2 separate regions of the Mus musculus genome follow, and region 1 is linked to region 2. The links are chromatin contacts, called in public HiChIP or PLAC-seq maps. All regions are on one chromosome and are shown on one strand. The core of a region is the stretch at or near the end of the contact, and the rest is flanking DNA. Distances in the headings are between cores, read along the strand shown.

Region 1 (3,936 bases), core at 643-3,142, 700 kb after region 2:
TGTGCACAAACTGTTGGAGCAGTCAATAATCTTTGTGACAAATCCTGCATTCTAAGTGTCTTCTAGCATAAGGAAAGTGTGAAAATGATTTTGTTTGATGTTATATAGCAGTGGAATAGCCATGGGTTTAACTTTGGCTTTTCAGTCCTTGTTCCCCAGTCTATAATGAAATGGTAAATTGTGTCACAGGTCTCTCACCCTGAAGCACTCACATCTCAGGATGCTTGTGGTAAAAGAGGTCCATGACCAAAACTTGGGGAGCTAATTTTCACTCTATTGATATCTACATCAATGTGTAAAGGGCTTGAGAAGACCTGCAAAGAAAATTCGGGGTGAATGCAGTTATGTTAGCACACTGGTGCCAGTGGAAAGTGGAGTGGGAAAAGGGGGTGTATGGAGTGAGTTTGGAAGCAGTTTATTTCATGTGTGTGGGTGTCTCCTCTGCCTGTATGTCTGTCTGTGCAGCACGTGTGTGCCTGGAGAAGACTCGAGGGCACTGAATTGCCTGGAACTGACATTGCAGAGGGTTGTGAGCCTCCTTGTGGGTTCTGGGAATCAAAGCCAAGTTCTCTGGAATAAGAGCCATCTTAAGCACTGAGCCATCCCTCTAGCCCCTGGGAACAGTTTTAGTTAGGAAGTGCAGTGCATTGGGTCACAGAGAAAGTGTTCCTGGCTGGGGCCTCAGGAGAGTACTCCAGAAGAGGCAGGAGAGAACATATGTATTAAGAAGAGAGCGGAAGAGAAGGAAAGTGGATCCCAAGCAAGGAAATGTCTAGGGCAAAATTCACGGTGTGGAAGGGAGGAAGGTAGTGAAGAGAGGAGAAAAGAGACACTGTTAATTTTTTAGGAGCTAAACCCCAGAGATGAAGCAAGATAAGGAGCCAAGCAGGCAGGGCTGGGTCTGAAGTTTATTTGCCGTGGAAAGAAGCTTTAAAGAAGTGGGGTCATAGGGAAAATGCCCCTGACCACACTGGGGAAGAGAGCTAACAAGGATGCAGCTGAGAAACCAATTTGGTAACTAGTAAACATCTGGATGAGAAATGACAGTGAAAGCAGAATGGCAAAGACCGAGAGGTAAGTGGAGCGCTATCCGGGGTCTTAGTATGTGAGACCATAAAGGGTAAGGGAGAAGGAAGGGGGCCTGAAGGCAGCCCGGGAGCAAAGCCCCATGTGTAAGGCTTGGGCAGAGTGGGAAATGAGCAGGAGAAGGAAGAGACAATCCAGGTGAGCAGGGAGTATTGGAGCCCAAAGAAACATCCCCTGCCTACTGGAAGAGTAGCTCTTAACTGATGAGCCATCTCTCCATTCCCCCACTTAAACCTATGCCTTATGTCAGACCCCCTTCCTGGTGCAGCCACATTGAATAAATTTCTCTCTGCCTTTGCTTTTTTGGCCCCTTGACTGGCCTATTGAGGACAAGTGACTGAGCCTAATTATTAAAACTGCCAGAGCTCCAATACCAAAGTAAAATCCAGCCTGGAAGCTATGACTCGATTGCCAGGGCCAGAAGTGTACTAGAAACACACTTCTAGAAAAATTTGTGTGAAGGAAACAGTCCACAAATGTAGACCAGGGCTAGAACCAAAGGATGAGCAAGCCTGAGGGCTTCAGACATGAATCTCTTAATAGGATAGAGGATAGTGAGGAGGGAGCTGAGGAAATCAATCCAGGTGAACATTGCAGAACGCAAGAGAGGGCCAGGCAGAACCCTCAGATAAGAGGTAGAAGTGACTTAATTATCCTTAGAACTTAAAATAACATGAAAGGATGGGCAGAGGCAGGCATGTCGCCAGCACTGATTTCAGATATCTTTCTTCCTTTGTTTCTCAGTTGGTCCTTAGTTTAATGCAGGGTGGGCTCCTGTAGCAAGTAGGTAGCCACTAGGTGTCAGCCTTGCGTTATGTTTTGTCTTGACCTCAGGAAGACAGAGTAACTGAGGTACCGAGTTTTCCTCCCCTTACCTTTTCCCTCCCTGGATGTTTAAATTCCAGATTTGAATTTTGGAATGGTGGGGAGGAGGCTATGGAGTCAAGTATTTGCTGACTCACCACTAAGGCAAGACCCTCTCTACAGGCTGGTTCTGTGTCAATTGACACAGGCTGACTCACCACTAAGGCAAGACCCTCTCTACAGGCTGATTCTGTGTCAATTGACACAGGCTGGAGTTATCACAGAGAAAGGAGCTTCAGTTGGAGAAATGCCTCCATGAGATCCAGCTGTGGGGCATTTTCTCAATTAGTGATCAAGGGTGGGAGGGCCCATTGTGGGTGATGCCATCCCTGGGCTGGTAGTATCGGGTTCTGTAAGAGCAGGCTGAGCAAGCCAGAGGAAGCAAGCCAGTAAGAAACATCCTTCCATGGCCTCTGCATCAGCTCCTGCTTCTTGACCTGCTTGAGTTCCAGTCCTGACTTCCTTGGTGATGAACAGCAGTATGGAAGTGTAAGCTGAATAAACCCTTTCCTCCCCAACTTGCTTCTTGGTCATGATGTTTGTGCAGGAATAGAAACCCTGACTTAGCCGGGCAGTGGTGGCACATGCCTTTAATCCCAGCACTTGGGAGGCAGAGGCAGGTGGATTTCTGAGTTCGAGGCCAGCCTAGTCTACAAAGTGAGTTCCAGGACAGCCAGGGCTATACAGAGAAACCGTGTCTCCAGAGGGTGTGGGGGGGAGGAAGAAAGAAAGAAAGAAAGAAAGAAAGAAGGAAAGAAAGAAAGAAAGAAAGAAAGAAAGAAAGAAAGAAAGAAAGAAAGAAAGAAAGAAAGAAAGAAAGGAAACCCTGGCTAAGACAAGTTGGTACCAGGGACTGGGGTATTGCTGTGATAAGCCTAACCATGCTTTTATTTGAAAGAATGTGGATTTGGGGACTTTGGATTTGGAACTCAGTGGAATGCTTTAAATGAGGCTTAATGGGTCATCCTAGTAGGAATATGGAAGACTTTGTTGTTGGGAGTAATTTGAACTGTGTTGACCTGGCCCAAGAGATTTCAAAGGATAATAATTTCAGAATGTGGCATAAAGACTGTTTTTGTGGTGTTTTGGTGAAGAATGTGGCTACTTTTTTTACCTTGTCTGAAAAGTCTGCCCAAGGCTAAGGTGAAGAGACTCAGATTAATTGCATTGACAAAGGAAGTTTCAAAAAAAGCCCAGCAAAGACTTTGTTCTCTGGTTAAGTCTTATGAAGAGAAGTTTGAACAGCATAGCAAGCTTAGAAAGGAAAAATATACAATTTCGAGTATTAAAGGGGTACCAGGAAGTGAAATGGAGCAAAATCCTGTGTTCTAGGAGATAACAGATTAAGGGAGTGGGACCTTGGGGCAAGATCCTACCCAGCTAAATTTAGATTCTGGCTTGTTGGTACACACCTTTAATCCCAGGAGACAGCCATGCAGATCTCTGTGTTCAAGGTCAATCTACAGAACAAGATCCAGGACAGCGAAGCTTAGGCAGTGAAGGATTTGGAAAACATAAAGCCAGTGATAATGTAATAGTACAAGGGGATCATGTTCTATGTCCTGCAAACAGCAGAACTTGGCAGCTTCAGCCATGTGGCTCTGGTTCTAGAGTTAAGAATGGAAGGAACTACTGGGACAATTGATGCTGGTTAGTTGGAGCTAAGAAATTAGCAGTGATTAAGAAGAGACCAGCATCACTGAGGTGAAATCTTCTGGGAATTGACCAGCTCACACAGCCTGAGGCTTTCATAGAGGATAGAGGGGTGGGATGGGAGTAGTTGACCTTGGGAGGCCTGTGGTCTGGGTGCTACTAGTGGCGCAAGTGCAGTGTCAGTTTGAATGTAAATTCCTTGAAGATGTGGGAAAATTACATAGAATGTTCCAGGGTGAGTTGAGAGTCACATGGTTCAGTCAAAACTCCTGACCTGTGAGGGCTGGAGTCTCACAATCCAGGGCCCCATGTGGGTGGACCTTCAGCGTGCTC
Region 2 (4,137 bases), core at 927-3,426:
CCCGATGTCTTGGAACTGTGTAGACTGGACTAGCCTACAGTTTACAGGGGTCTACCTCTTGACTGGGGTTAAGAGGTGTGGGCCATAGTGCCTGGCCCACCTTTTTTTTTTTTTTTGGTAATATCTTATTTTGTGTGTATGGATTTTTTCCCTGAATATATGTGTCTGTACATGTATCACTTTGTGCTTGGTGCCAAGGAGACCAGAAGAGGGAAGCAGATCCCTTGGGACTGGAGTTAGAGACCATTGTTTGTGGGGCTGCATGTGCGGGAGGGGAATTAAACCCAGGTCCCCTGGAAGAATAGCTAGTACTGTTAACTGCTGAGCCATCTTTCTACTCCTTCAACAAGTACACTTAAATTAGAGGAAAAGACAGACCCAGTCGGCTCTCTTCGTCCATAGTGTGGTCTCTGGTATTGCACTCAGGTCACAGACTGAGCCATCTCACCAGCCACACTTCCAACATTTGTTTGTACTTAAAACATCTTTATGATGTTTGAATTCTTTCTCCATCTTATGTATTTATCCTTAAGGAAGAATTTCAAAATTTATGTTTATCATTAGACTTTTTCTGAGACAGTCTTTTTTTTTTTTTTTTTTTTTTTTAAAGATTTATTTATTGATTATATGTAAGTACACTGTAGCTGTCTTCAGACACTCCAGAAGAGGGCATCAGATTTCATTAGGGATGGTTGTGAGCCACCATGTGGTTGCTGGGATTTGAACTCTGGACCTTCGGAAGAGCAATCGGGTGCTCTTACCCACTGAGCCATCTCACCAGCCCCTGAGACAGTCTTATATGTAGCCCACACTGGACATGAACTCAAGATTCCCCTGTCTCAGTCTCCAGAGTGACGGTGTTAGAACATGACTGCAACTGGTCCCAGCAATTTATATTTGAAAAGTTACAGGCAACATGGGAATTGTATTAGCAATCTATTCATACACCTCAATTATTCCTATGTTACCAGTTTGTGCTTTGGAGGAAGTGTATAAACGAGAGAAATTACTCTTTGGTTAGGGATTCTACTATTGTATGTGGGCTGTGTATCTGGGTGGTTGCATGTTGTTAAATTTTTCTTGGCTCCTTTGGAATTAGGAATTTGTGTTTGTCCACTCTCCTTAAACACTGTGATTAATGGTTTGTATTTTCCCATCTCCCCCAGTGTTGCATGCACATGTTAATTTACAAAGAATTTCAGGGATATGAGACTGAAACTATATCATGTAGATTGAAGAAAATATTAGAATGAAGCTTATTGTTTGACTTTTTTTCAAATAATATAGTTTCTAATGGATTCCTATATTGAGCAGGGACAGACGACAGCTTCACACGTCAACACTTCTACAATAGCATTTCACAACATGAAAGAGAACAAATTGCTTTTCTCTTGTCTTTCCTTGCTGTCATCACTTTCAAACCCTGTTACTAAATGTTGTAGACTGTCATTCCTAGACACAGGCATGCACAAATACGCAGACATTGTTGATTATTTATAAGCAGTTTTTGTAGATAAAGCAGTGAATTGTCTTATTAATTAGGTCAAATGTTCTAGCAATGACAGTTTTCTTTCTGACTACCCTTTCATCTGAGGAAAATTGATAGCAGTTTCTCTTTAGAGAGTCTGCCCTTCTCCAAACTAGTATACTGGAAAGCACAGTTCAGCCATGAGTCAGGGTCGGAGGCACACTCAGGTCACGCAGCCTCCCCGGGCACAGACGGTGACTTTTCAGTACCATCTGTTCACTGTTTCTTCTGAGCCATTTACAATTTCTTCCCACTGTGAGTGCTGTATTTAAAAGGGGGTGGTGGTGGGGAGACAGAATCAAGTATCAGGACCTCACGTTAGACTTCCTGGAAGTTAGCTGTTGTTTCCTCTTATTTCTTACCATCTAATGGAGGCTGTGATGCTTCTTTTTAAATAGTCCAGTCGTTGTTACATACTCCCCTGCTTTGTATTATTGTTTTCATACTAAGTACTGGGCAGTTAGTTCAAAAGGATCAGAAGAGCAACATTATGTTAGTTTACTGAGTATGTTTAAAAATGTGATGACACAAAGCAGTCTGTTCTAACTTTGTAGGCAAGGCCTAAACAGTTTACTTAGTCCTTATAATTAAAAGCTGAATCACTGGCCACTTCCCTTCCTGAAGGCACCTGGCATTCTTTCCTGCTGATGTTAAACAGATGGGAAGACTAGTGAGGGTTGCTGGAAGCTGGCAGAAGCATTGGCCCTGACCTGGGCTGGTCCTTTTCAAGGTTTTCTTTACGATCTTTCTTCCTCCTTGGGCAGGACTTTGTTTCCTAGAGAGGTGGAGGGTCACTGCAGACTAGGTAATTGGTACAAATAGCATTCCGAGTTTCCTACATCACAGTAGAGCTTTGGCTTGTGACTAAATGGGAGATTGGAAAAGAAATGACTGAGTGCTGTAGTTACGATTGCCTTCTGGGTTTTATTTTAAAGATCAAGACCTATTAAAATGTATAAGGTAAAAAGCTTAAAGATTGTGTTCTATAATGACTTTTTCATATTCTTTCTTGGCTGCTGATTCTTTTTTGTTGCTCTGAACTGTGAGAACCATTTTTCTGCTGGAAGTTCTTCCTTGTCCTCATGTAATGAGGACTGCTGATAGTCCTCTATATCATTGTTGGTGCTATTCATATTTTCTGTAAACTAGGGTAACTTTGCCTTATAAATTCTTTGTATAACTTCATTCACATTTTAATATTTAATCTGTCTTCTGTCCCAAATTTCCAAAATTGTGCTGTCAGTTTATTTACTTACAAAGATTTTTTTTCTTTGTAAGAAGAAAAACAACAAGAAAGGGTTTTGTTGGCTGTCATAGAATTTTCTGGAATTCTTCCAGATAAAGTCAGTAAAACCAGGACCATAGATGATAGACAAACTTTTAAAAGGTTGAGGTGGCCTGAGGTGGGGTGGGCACCATATGTACCCCCACAAACTTCACTCTGACTACATATATAATAGTATTCTAAATTGGATTTAGTTACTGAATTTGAGAATTTAAAGCTATTTCTATGAGTGTTTCATATACTGTGTGCTTTGAGAATGGTATATGGTCTAGTTTTGGTAAGTGTTATATCTACCACAAGAAATGGGAACTAACTGTTGGTCATAAAGTTTCCATTAGGTTAATTAGTATTCATAATTACATTAATATAGTAGCATAATTTCATTCTTTAAGTTAGAATTTGGCTGACCTTAAACAGGGAACTAAATGTCCATTTTTATCTGATTGGTGTTTGTTTAGTACTAAGAGATAATTACGAAAGTTTGAATTATGATTTTTTTTCTTTTAAAGCTGCTCTTTACCTCTCTGGCTAGGCTTTCAGATGTAGTACTCAACATGGGTAGAGTTTTCTGGGTTAGAAGGGTAAGATTGCAGCTGAAATCTCCAGTAACTTAACTAACTGTTATGGCTGGAGTTATGTGGTGAGCTTTTAGGAATCCTCTAGTGCCCTGTGTATTATCTCACGCGGGGGTGGGGGCGGGGTGGGGGTGATTCTCAGTGTGGCAGCTACTAATACACATAGCAGTTTATAAGATTTAAAGACAAGGCCCTTTAAGCAGGACAAGTGGGACTGGATTTATCCCACAAATGCTGGAGAAAGTCACCTTTGTGTAGTAAAAAATAATATTCATGACACAAAACCACTCCTTAAGCCTCATACAGATTTTGGATTTAATTTGAAAAATTACCATAGCCAAAGTGGCTCATATTTCCAAATTCTTACATTTTTAAAATTCTAAAACTGAAAATATGGTAGAATAGGTACAGAGCATTTCTTGTGTAGAATTGTAAGAAAATATTTGTAGTCCCCAATACAGTATTATTTAAGGTTGCTAGAGGATATTGGTGCTGCTGAGATGGCTTGCTGCACAAGGGGGGCAACCCGAGCTTGATCCCCAGAACTCAGGGAAGGTGGCAGAAGAAAATAGACTTCACAGAGGTGTTCTTTGACCTTTATATGTAAGCCAGCATGTGTGTGTGTGTACACACACATGTACATACACACACATACACACAAAAATAAAAATACGTTAGATACTAGTCTAAATTTTTACATAATATCTTATATGAAGGTTTTTCGCTGTAATGCCAACCGACTATCTGTC

What was found. HiChIP or PLAC-seq counts read pairs in DNA pulled down with a chosen protein or histone mark.
Region 1: a FOXA1 HiChIP or PLAC-seq map of pancreatic cancer cells shows a contact between it and region 2. The contact joins two enhancer-like sites. A contact is called at or near these places in 6 of 39 promoter capture datasets (the 3T3-L1 cell line, the C10 cell line, liver and 1 more), 1 of 15 datasets of contacts at CTCF or cohesin (pro-B cells), 1 of 484 Hi-C or Micro-C datasets (B cells), 1 of 115 datasets of contacts at active chromatin or transcription factors (pancreatic cancer cells) and 1 of 9 other capture datasets (embryonic stem cells).

What each region holds. Positions count from the first base shown.
Region 1 is chr3:19,903,004-19,906,939 of GRCm38.p6, forward strand. No RefSeq gene overlaps it. Among named protein-coding and RNA genes, the nearest start is that of Gm42190, 49 kb to the right of the region's middle. Within about 2 kb of position 1,893, at least 18 of the 459 cell types and tissues checked have an H3K27ac peak or open chromatin away from gene starts, as enhancers often do. A contact at or near this core is called in pancreatic cancer cells, where this site is marked.
Region 2 is chr3:19,202,150-19,206,286 of GRCm38.p6, forward strand. All of the region lies in intron 2 of Mtfr1 (mitochondrial fission regulator 1), which reads left to right. Among named protein-coding and RNA genes, the nearest start is that of Mtfr1, 16 kb to the left of the region's middle. Within about 2 kb of position 2,177, at least 40 of the 459 cell types and tissues checked have an H3K27ac peak or open chromatin away from gene starts, as enhancers often do. A contact at or near this core is called in pancreatic cancer cells, where this site is marked.